2 separate regions of the Danio rerio genome follow, and region 1 is linked to region 2. A link is a contact called in public Micro-C data. All regions are on one chromosome and are shown on one strand. The core of a region is the stretch at or near the end of the contact, and the rest is flanking DNA. Distances in the headings are between cores, read along the strand shown.

What was found. Hi-C and Micro-C count contacts between places; a contact is called where the count stands out from the background.
Region 1: a Micro-C map of caudal fin shows a contact between it and region 2, with 5 times the contacts expected there. The contact joins the promoter of abca2 here to the promoter of paxx in region 2. A contact is called at or near these places in 7 of 18 Hi-C or Micro-C datasets (caudal fin, embryo, hematopoietic stem cells and 1 more) and 3 of 4 datasets of contacts at active chromatin or transcription factors (caudal fin, embryo and gastrula embryo).

The regions. Positions count from the first base shown.
Region 1 is chr5:25,877,448-25,880,147 of GRCz12tu, forward strand. abca2 (ATP-binding cassette, sub-family A (ABC1), member 2) reads right to left here and starts at 1,415. Exons shown (of 49, transcript XM_068221438.2): 1 at 796-1,415. The coding sequence starts at 861.
Region 2 is chr5:25,745,551-25,748,393 of GRCz12tu, forward strand. It overlaps paxx (PAXX non-homologous end joining factor), which reads left to right and starts at 1,502. Exons shown (of 7, transcript NM_001130597.1): 1 at 1,502-1,690; 2 at 2,050-2,110; 3 at 2,281-2,330; 4 at 2,412-2,596; 5 at 2,680-2,730. The coding sequence starts at 1,575. dph7 (diphthamide biosynthesis 7) reads right to left here and starts at 1,153. Exons shown (of 9, transcript NM_001082839.1): 1 at 1,001-1,153; 2 at 761-897. The coding sequence starts at 1,144.

The DNA of each region.
Region 1 (2,700 bases), core at 165-2,664, 130 kb after region 2:
AATGCAAGTCAGTGGTTGCTGGTTAATTTTTAGGTGAACTATCCCTTTTGCATCTGGAACACTGTGCTCACCCTTCCCATTAGATATACAAGCAATCTATTGGTGTTATACTATGGGTAATTACTATGAATTACACAGCTCTAATTCACCACAGTTTTTTATTCAGAGCCAATTCAGTACCTCTTATCTGTTTACCTCTGAGCACCAGGACCATGATGTTTCCCTTTAAGTAGCAGCTGAAACCATATGCAAAATACATGGCTTTTATCATGCTTGTTTAGGAGCATCTGAACGTCATGGGTGGGGCTGAACTTGATCTAGTCTGATACACATCAGAGATAAAAATGATAATTTTCTCAACATCAGCAGGTGACAATCTATCACCCATGCTAACAGATTGTTTAGCGATAGCTCAACTTGAGATGTGTAGTGATGACCGTCGAACTAACAGGTTGTTCAGGCAACAACCTGTTAGTTTCCTAAACAACCTGTTAGTAGGTTGGCCAAAGACTGTCAACACAACTTCCTTTAAAACAAACGGTTCCGCCCACGATATTTCATAAGACGTAGAAATTGTGAAATATGTAAAAAAAAAAAAAAAACAGATCGTGATGAAATTGTATGAATACATGTATATAAAGGTTATTACTGGTTGTATGTTTTGCAACATCTCAATCCGTGATCCTGACACCGCCTGCTCGTGCATCTCTCGCGACATGTTCAAAACAAAAACCCATCAAGGCCTGAATTAAAATAGAAAAAGCACGCGATACGTGTAAACAATGGCACTCTTACCGGTCCTCTCCTCTTTAAAGTCACGTTCTTCCACAGGAGAAGGTGTAGCTGGTGAAGAAATCCCATTTTCAGCGAGTTGGAGAATGAAGTCGCAAATTATAATCTATTCATCACAGTGTTGTTGTTTCGAAATTCCGCTTCATCTGCATTTTGTCCTCCCCGGCGTGTGACAAAGCCAAACATCCTGAAATAAGAGGGCTGGGTTTGTGAACAAAATGCTCTTTAGGTAGCAGCAGATACAGATATTCGCATCTCATTGAGCAGTGGGCGGAGAGACTCCTGTCAGCTTCAGCCAAACGCAGCGAACGAACCTTTCTTATTGCTAGAGTAACTTGAGCGCATCGAGCGCGCGACCGATGTGTCAAGTAGATCAGATGTGATTTTTATGGTAATCTAGCGGCTGCCTCAGCTGGATTACTGATGCGCTGCTGAATCCTCATCATTCTGCGACGCCTGGCTATTTATAGAAACTCCATCGATGTGACAAAATTTTAATCTCCATCTTTAGCTTTAACTTCTGGGACTGAGGTCATTTCTCCAGGCTGGACAAATTCATGGTGATCGCAATTTTTGAGGCTCTCGTGGACTGCATTAAGTCTGATCACTGATCGGAGAACTGTGTGCTATTATATCGAGTTACCCTTGAAAAGAGTTTTGAGTGAGAAATTAAAGCAAATAGCGCCCTCTGCCGCATGGCACTGTTTTCAATAGTATGCTGCTGGGGGGAGCTCGAGTTCCTACAGGCGTCACGATGTGTCTAAAAAATATACATTTAATTCTCGTTCATAGGCCTAGTTCTACCATTAGACACGCTTCAAGGCCAGATATATTCTGGGGTATTAACTGAGATTATAATATTACCAGAGATAGTGATAGTGATGTGTGTAGTTTAGCAAATTGATCTTTTGAATGAATCTCTTTAACTCTAATCACAGTAGGCAGAGCTATGCAAAGTAAGCTTTCATCCCAGTTTTATATATAAAAAAAAAAAGTAATTATTTTCGAATCTTGACAGATGTACTTTATCGTACACATTATATGTTGTGCAATTGCATCTCTAGCATACTCTGTGAGCTCTTTAGTGGTTCATGTGATGACAAACCAGACTTCATTTACCCACTGGAAAGGATATTTACGCTGTCCTAACCATTTATATATCATCCTTTTTTTTTATTCACCATATAGAAAATAGCAACCTTTTAATCAAGTGACCAATTCCATCTATCAGCATCTATGATTGGAGGGACAGCAGATTTCAGGGCCCATTTAATAGGACAGAAAACCTGACGAGAAGCTGAAGTGCAGGGTGATGTTATGAAAATCCATATTAACCCTTGTACACTGTTCAAATTTACTACCCTTTTGTTATGTTAGGGATGAAAACATCCACTGAAATAAATTGCTGTAAAAATGCATGATTTTTAAAAATTGCTCTGCATAAATCTGTCAATCTACCTCAGTCCTGATCAAATGAAATTACAGCATTTCAACTCTTTAATAGCTAAACTCACAAGTGATGTCACTGAGTTTGTAAAAAAAATAAAATAATTTTTTTTCAATATTAAAAATAATTGTGGACTGAATTTTTTATTGCCTTTTATTACAGTCTTGGACATGTGAACGATTAGTAACAACATTGGCTTTGATGCATTGTTAGATTTTCATTTTTTTCTCAATAAGTTACTGTTGGTGACAGTTTTTGCTCCATTGACTTCCATTATAGTCACATTTAATGGTGCATAAATACACAGTCTTTGTTTTTATTTACTCCATGTAGTTCTGAGAGCTGAGATGCATACTTTGGTTTCCTTAGACACATCAAAGTGTGGTAAGTGCACAAAAGTCACTCTCACACACTCACAGACACACACATATAAATTTTAATTTGCTGTTATTTTCCCCATA
Region 2 (2,843 bases), core at 252-2,751:
TAACTAGAAAATACATGCGGAAAATAAATGGATTCCTCCCATCATAAACAGTAAACAACAAACATAACCGAAAAAGTTAAATATGTTAAATTTAAAACAACATACCTAGAGTGTATATTTGAGTATGCAAAGAGACAGCTGAAGGCAATTTATTCATGCACCTGTCAATTTAGAAATGTATTTTATTGTATTTATTTTCAGACTAATGTAAAGCAAAAACTCAAAATAGGCTTTCATGTGCTTCTTTTGTTGCACGATGTTAAGTCATGTATGAAATTACAATACATTTTTAAAGGCGGTTTTCTCTTTTTTTTCTCATGCACTGAGTCACAAATCTCCGCTTGTGCACATACACACACCAAAAGTTAGTTACACTTATCTATAAGAGTTTTTACAGAAGAATCGGCTCATACATTGTACACAACATTTTATTGGCTGATAGATAGATAGATAGATAGATAGATAGATAGATAGATAGATAGATAGATAGATAGATAGATAGATAGATAGATAGATAGATAGATAGATAGATAGATAGATAGATAGATATTATTCCCTCAGAAAAAAACCTGACTTAAGAATTTAATGCTATAAATACAAACAAATCGTTGCATATTTAATAAAATAATGCCTTATTTGCATATTTAAACATAATTTTCATAAATACATATACTGAATATAACTGTTATATATGAAATATAATTCTTATTGTGATCGTGATAATTACTTCTTAACATCTTTACCCTATTAATAGACTCACCACTTGAGATCGAGTATAGCTGCTGTGTCTATTCTCTGACTCTCCGTCAATGGAGGAATGAACGACGACTGAGGATTACAGTCAAACAGATAAAGCCGACCGATTCTGCTCGGGGCAGCGGAACCTTCTGTCCTCTGCTGTTTAACACAAAACACAATTTCAATCCAGAAGTGACTGGTTATTACTAACTTAAATTATAAAATAAAGACAAGAGACTTTATTCATGTAATCTAGCATTACCTTATCATCTCCTTCCAGAAGTTGTTGGTAAGTCCCACATGCCAGAACATGAGCCCACTGTGGTATGGGGCACCACTCGACCGTATCCGCAGTTAACTCCGTGTCAAACACCTGCAGGGTTCGGGTTCGAGACTGCCAACCCATTTAAACCGCTTGGCACAACATAAAGCTAACTTACTTAGAAAGAATAAACGTGTTAACGGACCAACAAATAAGAGGAAGCGCGCTGTCTGTCCGTCAGGCTATGATAACCGTTACTTTCAACACACCGGGTCAGCTGTCATATTGTTGCAATTTTAAGCTCATATAATTTTATGTATTAAGTTTTTTTGACATTTTATAACTTAACATCAAATGACAATTTCAAGAGCATTACCGTGTTCGTGTAACTTCGACTTTTATCGTTTTACGAGGTAAACATGACGTGAACGCGCTTTAACTTCCGGGTGGCTGAAATCTGATTGGCTGAGCGTTTAAATCGTGACTGTTTTGTTTACTAATAGTTCCTGGTTGGAAAGCCGCTCTATTTTACAGTCTATGGTTCAGCTTTAGTGTGATTGTATGGTAAAGAAGTATGGAACAAAATAACTTGGAGTCTAAATCAGTCCTTTGCACATTGCTGGATAAAAATGATCAGTCAAAGTATGTGTTTTTTACGCAAAAGCTACCAGCAGGAGTCATAAACATTGGGTGAGTAGACATGCTAATAGTGATGCTATTATTCCCTATCTTAAAGTTTACTTATTATAAACACTTTTTATTTATTTATTTTTTAAATATATAATTACTGTCAATTTATTTTAGTCACACCAGTGCTGTTTTAGAATTTTAATGTTTTAATTTCAGGTTTAGTAGTCTTAAAGGGTCACGAAACACCAAAACACATTTTTTGAGCTGTTGACATTGCTCTATTCAGCTTGCCATTTTATTCCAGCTTTATTTCTATGACCAAAATATTGTTTAAATAGTTATAATTAACAATAACAACCCTAATAGTTCATTTTAAGATGTGTATAACTGCATAACTCATCATGTCCTTTCCCCCATAGATTTACCAATGGTGAAGCTGTTTGGAAAACACATCTTTCAGAGGAGATTCTCTCTCAGCTTGTAAGGGTTTATTGATTGAATCTTTCTACATGACAGACATTCATCTCTTACTACAATAATACATTTCAATTCACTCAAACTTCTACAATAAGCTGCTTTGATACAATCTACATTGTAAAAGCGCTCTAGAAATAAAGATGAGTTAAACTGAATTGCTTATTTTTCCACAGTTTAAGAAATTTTCATTAAAGTCCACAGAGGATTACACCTTCAAAATCAAGTGAGGTTTTCTCAAGTAACTTATAAATTAGTTATGTGACTTCTTTGGTGGTCTGAAAAGTCCTCTTGTGTCTTTGGTCAGATGTGCATGCAAGACTGGCAGAGCGTTTGTGAAGCTGCTGGAGGACAGTGCTGTGCTGCATTTAGGAGCTGAAGCCACAGATCTCAGCCTGTCTCTAGCAAAACTCACAGACTCTGAGGGAAGGATGGAAGTCAAGGACCTGCTCTTTAAAATGGCAGATAGCTTGCAACAACTAGATAGTCAAGGCAAGCTCTCAATTACTATAATGACTCGTACTGAAATGAAAACCAAGCCGAATTAAATGTTTGCTGTTTTTATTATTGTTTAGGTGCTTCCTCTTCATTTAGTCCAGGCAAATGTTATCAGAAGAGGAGTGCTGGTAAGTTATGACACCTGTTGACAAATCAAAAGCTGTTATTAAATTTCTAGCTCACACTGTACTTATAAAAACAGTATTTAACCCTCAGGAAAATAATGTTTCTCACTTGTAGT